Linked DNA regions of Mus musculus: region 2 is linked to region 1. Evidence: chromatin contacts called from public promoter capture Hi-C data. All regions are on one chromosome and are shown on one strand. Each heading gives the region's core, a stretch centred on a gene start, on an enhancer-like site or on the middle of the called end of the contact. The rest is flanking DNA. Distances are from core to core; before and after follow the strand shown.

Evidence for each region. Promoter capture Hi-C pulls out the DNA fragments that hold promoters and counts their contacts.
Region 2: a contact with region 1 is called in a promoter capture Hi-C map of cranial neural crest. The contact joins the enhancer-like site here to the promoter of Rpgrip1l in region 1. A contact is called at or near these places in 6 of 39 promoter capture datasets (the 3T3-L1 cell line, cranial neural crest, frontonasal cranial neural crest and 3 more) and 3 of 9 other capture datasets (adipose tissue, embryonic stem cells and embryonic tail).

Annotation. Positions count from the first base shown.
Region 1 is chr8:91,311,548-91,317,322 of GRCm38.p6, forward strand. It overlaps Rpgrip1l (Rpgrip1-like), which reads right to left and starts at 1,675. Exons shown (of 26, transcript NM_173431.2): 1 at 1,656-1,675. It overlaps Fto (fat mass and obesity associated), which reads left to right and starts at 1,978. Exons shown (of 9, transcript NM_011936.2): 1 at 1,978-2,073. The coding sequence starts at 2,029.
Region 2 is chr8:92,616,002-92,622,108 of GRCm38.p6, forward strand. No RefSeq gene overlaps it. Among named protein-coding and RNA genes, the nearest start is that of Irx6, 55 kb to the right of the region's middle. Within about 2 kb of position 2,465, at least 8 of the 459 cell types and tissues checked have an H3K27ac peak or open chromatin away from gene starts, as enhancers often do.

The DNA.
Region 1 (5,775 bases), core at 425-2,924:
GAGAGGGCCTGGAACTTTGATTGGAACTCATGATGGGCTGAGAACCACTGCTAGGGGCAAATATCTGAAAGAATGTCTGCAGAAGTTGATGCTAACACATATTGTTCACTGTGCTTACAGTGTGCGTAAGCAATGGCTACTCAAATGGTTCCTGAGATACAAACAGAAGCTAAGACAAGCTAGCTCAATTGCTCAAGGTCATTAGATACAAACAGAAGCTAAGACAAGCTAGCTCAATTGCTCAAGGTCATTAATGCAGGAGTTAGTTGTTTGGTGATATTTCTGGTTATCATGACCGAGAAGAAAATTGTTACTGGTCTGATGTAGGTAGATGGCACAGTGAATTCTCCCTCTTTGCTATGATCCACTTACAACCTTCCCTGCTTTCCTCACATATGGCATGCTTTTATCTTGCTCCTAAGGCTCTTCTGTCTCCTCATACTTCAGAGCTCAGTCCAACTGACCTTTCCTTAGAGTTTCCCTTACTGTTCTGTGTTAATTTTCTTCCTGGTTTCTAACTTTTCTTTTTCAAGGGAAGCCCAGGCTGTCTAGGCTGACATGAAATTCACCAAGAACACTAAACATACTGGCCTCAAATTCTCTATTTTTTCCTTGTGTTTTTTTTTTCTTTAAAAAATGGGGGGGGGGGTCATCTCACTATATAAACTTGGCTGGAATTCAAAGATCTCCCTGCCTCTACTTCCAGAGTGTTACGATTAAAGTCGGGTGTCACCATGCCCTGAGTAGACTCTGAATTTGTCCTGAGTGTGCCACCACCCTGCTGTGGCTTATTGCTTACAGCAACAGCCTTTGTCATTATCCCAGAGTTGTATCGTAATTCATTGTCATGTCATGCATTTTTAACCTAGTATATTTTCACACCTATATCATAGTTTCTTGCTTATATCTGTCCCCTACCACTCCCCCCCCCATCTCTCTAGCTTCCTCTCACTGGTCTCCTTCCTCCCCCAAATAGTTCCTCTTCTGCTATCTGATGTCACATAGTAGACATTAACGCTATCATTTATTGAATGAATGAATGAATGAATGAATGCCAGGCACTGAGTTTAAACAAAGTCTCTGCCCTGTAATGGCTTTAACAGACTATGGGAGTAGTCAGATGAGAAACAGTAATAAAGAATAAAAGATAGGCCACTAGAAACTGATTGTGGTGGTGGGAACTTGAGGCAAGACCTATTATTGATTGAATTTGAGACGAGCATGGGCTAAAAAGGCTAGTTTAAGGCCAGCCTAGGATGCATAGGGAGACCCCCTTTTAAAAACTAATCGACAATCAGCAGCAGCAGCAACAACAACAACAGTAACAAGCCAACAACAACAACAGTAACAAGCCTCTTGGGAGGCTTAGGTTCTACCATCCAAGCCCAGTTTCTGGGAAACAGAGTGAAATGTGACTGGGACCTTTGAGTTGTAGGACTTAGGGTTGCCAATTCTTATCAGCTGCGTTTCTGGCTGGGCGGGCGGTCAGGGCGAGTCAGATGCAGGCCTGCGGATGTGGAGGTGTGTCGGGATGGACTGCTTTCCACGCAAGAATCCCAGGTCTATCCTGGGCTTCGAACAGACTCCAGGCTCAGTTGTGAGGCCGCGGAAGAGCCAGCCAACCTGCATTAGCCCCCACCTCACAGAGTACTCACCTCCGCGTTCGCCCTCAGCTAGCTACCGGTTGCTATAGCGCCCAGGGCGCGAGCCTCTGCAGGCCCAGAGGAGCACGGGAAAACAGTGAGTCCCGTTACCCACTGGGAAATGTAGTTCTCCGTAGGGTGCGGGCCGTCGGCGGGTCGCGTAGCGGACTACGCTAGCCCTGCTAGCTGACTGGAGAAATTCAGCTCCGGAGCCCAAGGAGTACTCGGGAGTCTCGCGCAGCATTCTGGGAAGGGTAGTTCTTCTAGGTATTAGAGCAAATGGCTCCAGGCGGGAGAGAGCCGTTGAGAGAACTACACACAGGAGGCGGGGTCCAGGGCGAGGGGGAACACGGCCCACGGTGGCGAAGGCGGCTTTAGTAGCAGCATGAAGCGCGTCCAGACCGCGGAGGAACGAGAGCGGGAAGCTAAGGTATGTGGGGCTCCGGGCGTCTGGGATTCTGTGTTAGTCCCGGGCTAGAGGCAGGGGACCCGCAGACCCGCTGGGATGGCTGAGTGGATGCTCGGCGTTAAGCCAAGGGGTGTCAGGGCCTTGTTTGCAAGAGACCTGCAGACGTGGTGTGAGTGTGCGCGCGCACGTCTGTGCTGTGAATTCATATTGCTCTGGATGCAGATCTGGATACAGTTAGTCTTGGTCAGAAATGAAAAGATAGACATCTATGTCCCTGTCCTGCTTCTGTCCCTATTCCTTGGTTATATTTGTAGCCACTCTCGAGCCTCAGTTTACCAGTTTACCACCTGTGTGTTTTCAGCTCGAGCGCAGCTGAGCCACAGATTTAGTATGGTGACATGTTTTTATTTGGAGCATTGCCTCAATGGCCAGATGACTTGTCTGCGTGGTCAGCACATCAGATACGCTTTACATAGCTTCTGTGGGTAGTACATTCCTGGACTCCGTCCTTGCTGTTCAGCTTTCTGACAGTGGACACTCCTTGGGATGACAGTAACAGCAACGGCGACTTATTTGCAGCATTTTTTTTTTTTTGTATCAGACACCTACATTAAATGCATAATTATTTCATATCATTGCAGCAGATGGCAAGACAGATATTACATAGGTAGAGTATAAACAGTCCGTTATGAAGATGAGCACTGGAAGCTCAATATTTTCCTTTTCCCCCATCCCCAAAGTTGGGACCTATTGATTTGTTCTAACTTATCAGCATTCAGTCCCCCTCAGTGGACACAACAGATTCTGCCCATCTTAAAAGTCTCTCTTGTCTGTAGCTCATTTGGCCAAAGGCCCTTGGCTATGCCGTTTGGTGCTTATTCTATGGTAGGTAAATACTGGCAGCGAGGATCAGTAGGAAATAAAACAGGTACAGTACTTGCTGTCGTAGAATTTTGTCTTGTAAGATTCCTAAGTCAGTTAGGAATCTAAGGGTTTTGGGTCTTGGGTGTAATGGCCTGAGTTATGTATTTTACAGACATGGACACGGAGTCTGGCAGAAGTTGGCCTTTGCTCAGGGCCTTTTGTTTCCTAGGTGGCATTAGGGATCAGGAGCTGCCCCTCTCTAATCTCCTAGCTCCATTTCTAGTCTCTTTGTGAAAGACATTGAAGTACTGGCTGATGCGAAGCACAGGTAGTTGTGTTAAGTCCTAGACAATGTCTCAGTAATCGTAAGTGATTGCTTGACTTTCTGTTCAGCTAAGTTAAGGCCCAGTGTATAGAGAGAATCTTGCAGTCATTTGTTGTGAACAATTTGATAAGTTTTGACTGTACGTATATGCAAAATGTTCCAGTTGCATAGAGGGCATGGCTCTTTTAAAAAGTTATTTCTTTACAGCCGATTTCTTTATTTTACCCCCAGGCAGTCATGCGATCAGTCATGATTGTTGAATCTATGCTTTCTAGAGTTTTTCATCTAAGCCGAAGCAGACAGCATATACCCGGATGCCGTTTTTACTGATCACAGTAATTTTTGAGACCTATACGTGTTAACGCACATGTTATCAATTGTTCCGTTTCTGTGGCTGAGTGGTAGTGCACTTTGTGTGATTCCACTTATTCATTCACTCACCTGTGGCTGGGCATTTGGATTCTTACAGGTTGGAGGCTAACAAGGAAAACAGCCATGGAAAAATCCTGTATCTTTATTTACACTGCGTAATGCGTCCATTTGCCATTTCCCAAAGTATTTCACCTCTGTGTCTAGGCAATTTGTTTGTTTGTTTGTTTGTTTGTTTGCTTGCTAGGGCCACCTTTGATGGATATTGTATGTGTGTGTGTGTCTGTCATCTGTGTACGTCTGTATGCATGTATGCAGGTGCATGTGCTGGTGTGTGTCTGTCAAGATGAAAGCTCCACACTGAGTTTCTTTTTCAGTTGCTTTTCACCTTATTTTGGGACAGGAGCTCTCCTGGAACTCAGAGCTCACTCACCGAGCTGCTCACTCACTGAGCTAGGCTTGCTTCTCAGCAAGCCCTGGAGATCTTCCTATCTTCACCTTTGCTGAGCTGGCATTTCAGGCCTGCACTGCACTTGGCTTTTTACATGGGGCTGGCGATCCACACTCAGGTCCTCTCGATTGTGGCAAGCACGTCATTAACTGGGCCATCTCTAGCCCCAGAACATTACCATATAAATAGAATCATGTATATGTGACCTTTCTGTTTGGCTGCTTTCACTCACCATACGTGTTCATCCATGCCGAGGTTCGTAGATCTTATAACACTTATCCATGCTTCCCATTACCCAGTAGATGACATTCCTATTTCTGGACACACCACTTTTTTTTATATTTGTTTGTTTATTTACTTACTATTCTTTTCTGTTGCTGTGATAGAACACCACAACTAAAAGCCAGCAGGGGAGGAAAGTGTTTATGTTATCTTCACTGTCTTGTGATAATTCATCATTGAGGAAAGCCAAGGCAAGAACTCTTGGGAGGAACTGTAGCAGAAACCCTGGAAGAACATTGCTTACTGGCTTGCCCTTTTTGATAGTGTCCAGGACCATGTGCCCAGGGTGGCACCACCCACAGTGGGCTGGGTCCTCCCATATCAATCATGGATTAATTATCCACATACCCACTGGCCAATCTGCTGGAGGCAGTTCCTTAATTTAGATCCCCAGGTAACTGTAGTTGTGTCAAGGAAATGTAATGCTATGTGAGCAATTTGACTTTTTTTTTTTTTTTGGCTGTCATAAAAAATGATACCCTAAACAGTTGCAGCCTAGTTTCTGTATGGACAGGGTAGAGGTCTGGTAGTAGAGCTGCTCGTCACATTATAAGACTATGCTCAATATTTTGAGAAACTGCCACTCTTTGCCACACAAGCTGCGCTCCCCCACATTGCTCATAGAGACTTTGAGGGTTAGGATTTCTTCAAGTCCTTGTCATAGCTTGCTACTGTTTGTCTTTTCATTGTAGCCTTCATGGTGACCAGGAGGGAGTAGTTCATTGTGGTCTTCATTTGTATTTCCCTGATGACCAATGATATTATATATTATCGTATACTTCACGAACATGTGGGTATTCTTTTTTTTTCTTGTGTGTATGTGTGTGTGGTGTGTATGGGTGTGTTTGCATGCATGTATGGACATAAATGGTAGTGATGCATGCTTATGCATGCTCATTGTGTAGAGGACTGAGGTAGATGTGGGGAGTCGTCCCTGGCCATGCTTTATTAGTCCTGAGACTAGAGGCAGAACCCTAGCACTCCTACCTAGCACTTACCTGGCCTCTGAGAATATCTTCAGCACCAAGCCATCTCCCAAGCCCCATGTGAAGTGTGTGTTCACATTTTTTTAAACCATTTTTATTGTTGTTGTTAGCTTATTAAGTTTTATGAGTTCTTCATATTTCCTAGGTATATTTATTGCCTTGGCTTCTTAATAAGCTAGGATTACAGTCCTGAGCCAGTGTGTTAAGCTTTTGAAATATTTGTCCTGAAGTCACAAAAGTTTCTTGTTTGCTTTTTAAATTGGATGCTGTCATTTCTATAGTCATTACCTTTGATTCTCCTTTTCTCTTTGTAATAACGTAGGTTATATCTTTTTTACTTGCAGTTGCTTGTATTGTAGACTTTATATACTCTCTAAATCCAAAGGGAGAAGAAGACTGGACTAAACATCTGGCTTTGCAGCGAAACATCCTTCACTCTGTGTTGA
Region 2 (6,107 bases), core at 1,215-3,714, 1.3 Mb after region 1:
CTGCACAATGAGCCCGGGGCCAGCCAGGTCGCATATCCCACTGTGTCTGCCCCCAATGGAAGTGGGAATTTTCAGCAGGAACACTACAGTTTTTGTTTGTTGGGGTTTTTTTTTGTTGTGTGTTTGTTTGTTTTGTTTTTTAAGTCAAGTCACTCTTTGTAGTAGGGGAACAGCCATACTTATTGCAGAGTGTTTTCCCCATGTCTATGACACTGCCTCCACTCAGTCACAACAGCCAAACTTGTCTCTTAGATCTTGTCACCTCTGCTGGAGAACCACAGAACACACTTGAGGCTTCACCTTCAAAGCCTGTCACTCAACAGAAGAGAGAACAGACTGGCTTGCCCAAGTACCCTGGACCATGTCCACTAGCCCTACATCAAGATACTGAGCCTTCTACTTCAAACATATCCCGCCCCCCTACACCTCTAACGAAAGGGACACACTTGAGACACTTGGCAACTGCATGTCTCCCAAGGCGAGCATAAAACAGAAACTCAAGGAACCTCAGCTAGTGACTGAGTGCTTTGCACACTTGGCAGGAAATTCGGTTCCAGACAAGCTTTGCGACAGCAGGGGTCCCTGTCACCTCAGAGGACAAGCACTTGGGAACCTGGTACTTTCCCCACAGCCTGGTGCCGGTGCTCACCAAGAGAAGCAAACCCATCCAGGTTTAGTCCATTATTCCAAGCTAGAAGAAAGTCCTCGAGTTTGGTGAAATCAAACAATAAAATACTGTTAAGCACTCTGGCTTGTCAAAATCGGGGGTGCATTTAAGTTGAAAGTCAGAGGCCTTCCTTCTGAAGCAAGGCAAGCTCAGCCTATGCACAGGGCAGCTGGCTTCCATTTAGGGAAGGTCCGCAGGACCTGAGAGTCTGTGATGTAAATGAAGAACAGAGGCCCCCAACAATTTAACTGTCATCGTTGGAAATGCTCTGACTGGCATGGCCACAGGCCCAAACCTCCACTCCATCTGGGCAGCTCCTAGCCTGCCTTACAAGAAGATGAAAGGATCAGGTCAGCTCCCTGCAGGCAGACATTATGCCTCCAGTGGGGCAGGGATGGGGGGCTAAGAGAGAGCTGGCAGGGGAGAGCCAATGTGGGCCTCTCTGACTTCTGCCGGTCTCTGGGTACACAGGTCCCAGGGGACATGAGTACCACTCTGTTGCCCTGGGCTTTGGAACTATGGGGGCCACTGAGTTGCTTTCTGATGTCTTTTTCTCAGAGTCCCTCCTCTCTGTGCAGGCATGCCTCAGTTCCTCTCTCTATGCACAGGTGTCTCTGCTTCTGTCTGTCACCCACTCTGTGTCTGTCTGTCTCTGAGTTTTAGCTGCCTCTCTCCATCCCTTCTTCTCTTGTGCATCTCTCTGTCTTTCCTCTCTCACTTTCCTTTCTTCTTGTTCTCTGTCACCCTGTCTGCTTCTTTGAGTCACTCTACTTAGTCATCTGCTTTGTTTCTGGTGAGCATGCATGTGTCTGTGCCTATGTGCCGATCCCTTCTGCCTCTGTCTCTTTCTCTTATCCTAAGATTATCAACCTAAGATGGACTAGTTCATTCAACAGTCTAAAGGGTCCCTCAAAGCTCAACAGTACTAGAGGATAAGACCCCTGGCTTCAGTGATGCACAACACCCTGATGACATTGTGAGCTGAATACTCCTGTGCTTGGAAGCCCTGCCCTCCCTACCCTGGGCAGAAAACATCCTAGCTGTTCCCAGGAGCCTCAGGTTGCTTCTTAAGTCTTTGCACTGGGGACGGAACCCAAGACACAGTGTGGCCACCCTCCTAAGAGCTCACACTCCTAAGAGCCCAGCCAAAGCCTTCATGGGGCAGTAACTACAGAGGTCACAGTAAAATCTTACCCTGGGCTGTAGAGTTGGGGATCTAGGGTCTTCACACTTCTCTATTTGCCCCATTCTCTGATCTTGAAACCCAAGGCTTACGAAAACAACATGGCAAATGCAAGCATTTGGGAAGCAACCTGTGATTAGACTTTGCATACCAAATGTACGCCTTCTTCCCTCACTTAGGAAAAAAAAACTTTATTTATTTTTAATTCATTACACACACTTCTCATCCTGATCTCAATGCCGGGCTCTTTTTATGCCTTACCTAGTTTCAAATTCACAATCCCATGAAGTGAGTGCTACCTTCCCACCTACTAGTGAGCAGATGAAGGAACTAAAGACCAGAGAGGTTAATTCACCTGCCCAAGGTCACATTGTTGGTTAAGCGGCAGAGCCAGGGTGATGGGCTGTGAGCAAATTAATAGATTCCAACTGGCATCACGAAATTTATATTTCCGCCTCTGCCGAGGTCCCTACCACTGCAAGTAATCCTGAAAATTCGTCATGAAGCTTTCAAAACAATTTATGCAAACAAACCTCAAGTGGGCTATTTGTATTGGCAGCCCATTTCACTTAACCACCCACAACAAGGAACAGATGGCCTGGGCCAGTGCTGGAATCACCCGCAAAGAAAACAGGCGAGGCGGAGGCATGCAGCCCGCCTTGGGACTCGGACTTGCACGATTACAGGCTTGTTCTTGTTTGTGTCTTTGATTCCGTTGTTAGTTTATGTACTTGTGAAACCAACCCGACATTGCATGGCACAAGTCTGTTCAAAGACCCCTTGGCAGCCATCTTGGGATAGTGGGAGCCCGGTGTTTCTTCCTGCCGGAAGTAGACTGATCTTGCAGACACTAGATCAGGGGCTGTTAAAAAAGCAAGACAAATGTTCAGAGAGCCCAATTTACCTGCCTGGTATTTTTCCAACTTTGTTTCCACTGGGAGAGTCTAGACTGGAAGGCAGATCCTGGGTTCAGATCCCAGACAGATGGCAGAGGGTGGCTGTTCACAGCTCCCAAATTGAAGGTTATTCAAATGTTAATGGCTTTGGAGGCTGAACATTTAGGAGGTGATTAGGATTCTAGAAGATTCTGAGGGTGACACCCCTGGGATAGTATGAGTGGCCTTAGAACAGTGGTTCTCAGCCTTCCTAGTGCTGCAACCCTTTAATACAGTAATAATAAGATTATTTTTGTTGTTATACCATAACTATAATTATACTGTTATGAATCACAATGTGAGTATCTGTGTTTTCAGATGGTCTTAGGTTACCCGTGTGAAAGGGTTGTTTGACCCCTAAGAGTCACAAGCCACAGACTGAGAACACTGTCTTAAAAGAGTTACTGAACTTGCTCTCTCTTGCACACGGTACCTTCCCAGGTGCTATGTTAGATACAGGTGAAGCTGTCCCGATACCAGGCAAGGCCAGTAGACTCACAGTTTCTAGAAGCATGAGCTATTCAGTGATAGCCATAAAAATGGTCAAAGACAGATTGTCGGTGATGCTCTTCCCCAGAGAGGCTGGGGTCCATCTTTGAGTGCTAATTTGGGCAGTAATGTGTGGCCATTACAGACAACTGAAACAAGAAAGAAAAATTAAGTCTATGCACATTGAAAGTTAATTTAAAATCCATACTGATGCCAGGCAGTAGTGATGCACACCTTTAATCTCAGCAGGAAGCAGAAGCAAGCAGATCTCTGAGCTTGAGGCCAGCCTGGTCTACAGACTGTTTCAAAACAGCCAAAGTGGTTACACAGAGAAACCCTTTCTCAGACACCATGATGATGATGATGATGACAATAATAATAACAATATTAATACATATTGGCATGCATCAGAGGCCATAATCAACCAAGGAGTTGAGAGGAAGCAGGAAGTGTGCATGCTCAGATCAGGAAAGGTAATTTCAGGCAACATGCTAAGTGGAGGTTTGGCGTGTTAGCTATGGATTAAAAAGGGGAACCCAAGGTAAAGGGATTCACTTAGCAAAAGATCCCATAGATTTCTAGTTCTCAGCAAATGCAGCAAAAATCCCAGTGAGAGTCACTGACTGGGTGGTGGACCTGGTAGCCCCTGGCACTGCTGATTCCTCCTTCTTTCTCAGGAGGCCCTGCCATATGGTGTTTGCCATGTTGGGATGAAGGTGTGAAGGATAGAGCTGATTTATGGGTCCGGAGCCTGAGTCCCCCAGAATGCTTAAAACCAGAAATATATTTACTGCCCCTTAAGATCCAATGACTAGTTCCTGCGGTGAACAAGGGTCTGAAGGAATCAAGAGGAATGCTTGGGTAACCCCCAAAAGTGGGTGAAGGTCCTGAACAGAGTAGTCCCACAATAACCAAGATAGAACTCCAGAGTTAAAAGAAAAAAGAAAAAGAAGAAAGAGAGAGGGGGGAAGAAAGGAAAAGAAAAGAAAGGAAAGGAAAGGAAAGGAAAGGAAAGGAAAGGAAAAGGAAAAGGAAAAGGAAAAGGAAAAGGAAAAGGAAAAGGGAAAGGAAAGGAAAGGAAAGGAAAGGAAAGGAAAGGAAAGGAAAGGAAAGGAAAGGAAAGGAAAGGAAAGGAAAGGAAAGGAAAGGAAAGGAAAGGAAAGAAAAGAAAAGAAAAGAAAAGAAAAGAAAAGAAAAGAAAAGAAAAGAAAAGAAAAGAAAAGAAAAGAAAAGAAAAGAAAAGAAAAAAAGAGCTGGGCGTGGTGGTGCACACCTTTAATCCCAGCACTCGGGAGGCAGAGGCAGGCAGATTTCTGAGTTTGACGCCAGCCTGATCTACAAAGTGAGTTCCAGGACAGCCAGGGCTATACAGAGAAACCCTATCTCGAAACAAACAAACAAACAAACAAACAAACAAACAAACAAACAAACACAACAACAACAAAAAGAACTCCAGAGCTGAAAACAGCCATGTCCCTGCTCCCACAGGAGCAAGACCTTGGCCAGAGGTGACAGATGGCCTTCCTAGCCTCCTGAGCCATGAGAGAGGAGGCCAGTGAGATCATCTTCTGAGCAGCCCAGCCATGGCCCTTGGAGATGTTGGACGAAGACAGCCTTGCTCAAAGAGGAAGGTGCAGCAGTGACCATGGAGACAAACAACAGGGGCCAGTGGACACAAGGATGGTACAGTAGATGCAGGTGATGGAAAGTGCTGACCCTGGTCCCCCTAGTCCCCTGCTGGAGCACACATACTTCTAGTAGCCGTCACCTTGCTCATTGAGCTCTTTGTGCTTTCACACAAACATCCCTCACCACTGTCTAAGAAATAGGTCCTGGTTTTTCTTGCAAAAATGGAAAAGAAGGGCCAGAAATTCTACCCCACTCATCCTCTGACTCAAGCTCTGAGTGACCTAGCAGGGATGTCAACCCAGGACTAGCTTACAAAGAACATGTTCTAGGTCTGTGCTTCACAAGCCCCCCATTAAATTGCCACTCTGGGTTTGGCTTCTACCAGAATTCCAAGTCAGCCTTGAAACCCAAGTTCTAGAGTAACAGTCCATGCCAGGAGAGACCCAGGGATTTGGCAAATCATCACCCGATAAAGGCAGTGTTTACTTAAGCTGTGTCCACTGCAGGTTCCTCACTTGAGGATGGCCACAGAACTGGTTTCTCTGGACTGCTACCAGTTGTGTAGGGAAGGAAGTTGAGGGCAGCCTGCACGTTGACACTCAAAATTTCTTCCCAAAGTAGTGTGCCACTTCTGCTCACAGTTCATGGGCCAAGGAATGTCAAAGGTTATCCATCTGAGCTTGGGAGGTCTAGATGTGCCTGGATAACAGGGAACTTGAGTATAGCATTGACATTGCTGATGGCCACACCTGCAACAGCTCCATTTGTCCTAGGGTTATGTTAAACATTGAAGAAAAGAGAGGCCTAAGTAGCATTTGAAGACAATCAGCTATCCAAGTGCTCAACCAGTCCTCCGCCATTACTAGGATCTCTGTCTAATAGTGAACTCATCTCTTGTAGAGAGCACTCATCATGTGTCAGAGCTACAAGGGTAAGTAGATTATTTATGAAGTTCTAGTGATATCAAAGAATCTTTGGGGCTTCTAAGGAAAATGGTAATTAAACCTTATTAGATTGCATCCATTCTAAAATGGAGAGCACAAAAGATACCCAAATAGTATTGATGTATGATGAGTCATCTTTCATACAAAGGGCTTTCTACCCATGAATGCCTTCATCCATCTACGAATCTATTTACCCACTCATCCATCCATCCATCCATCCATCCATCCATCCATCCATCCATCCATCCACCCATTCACTG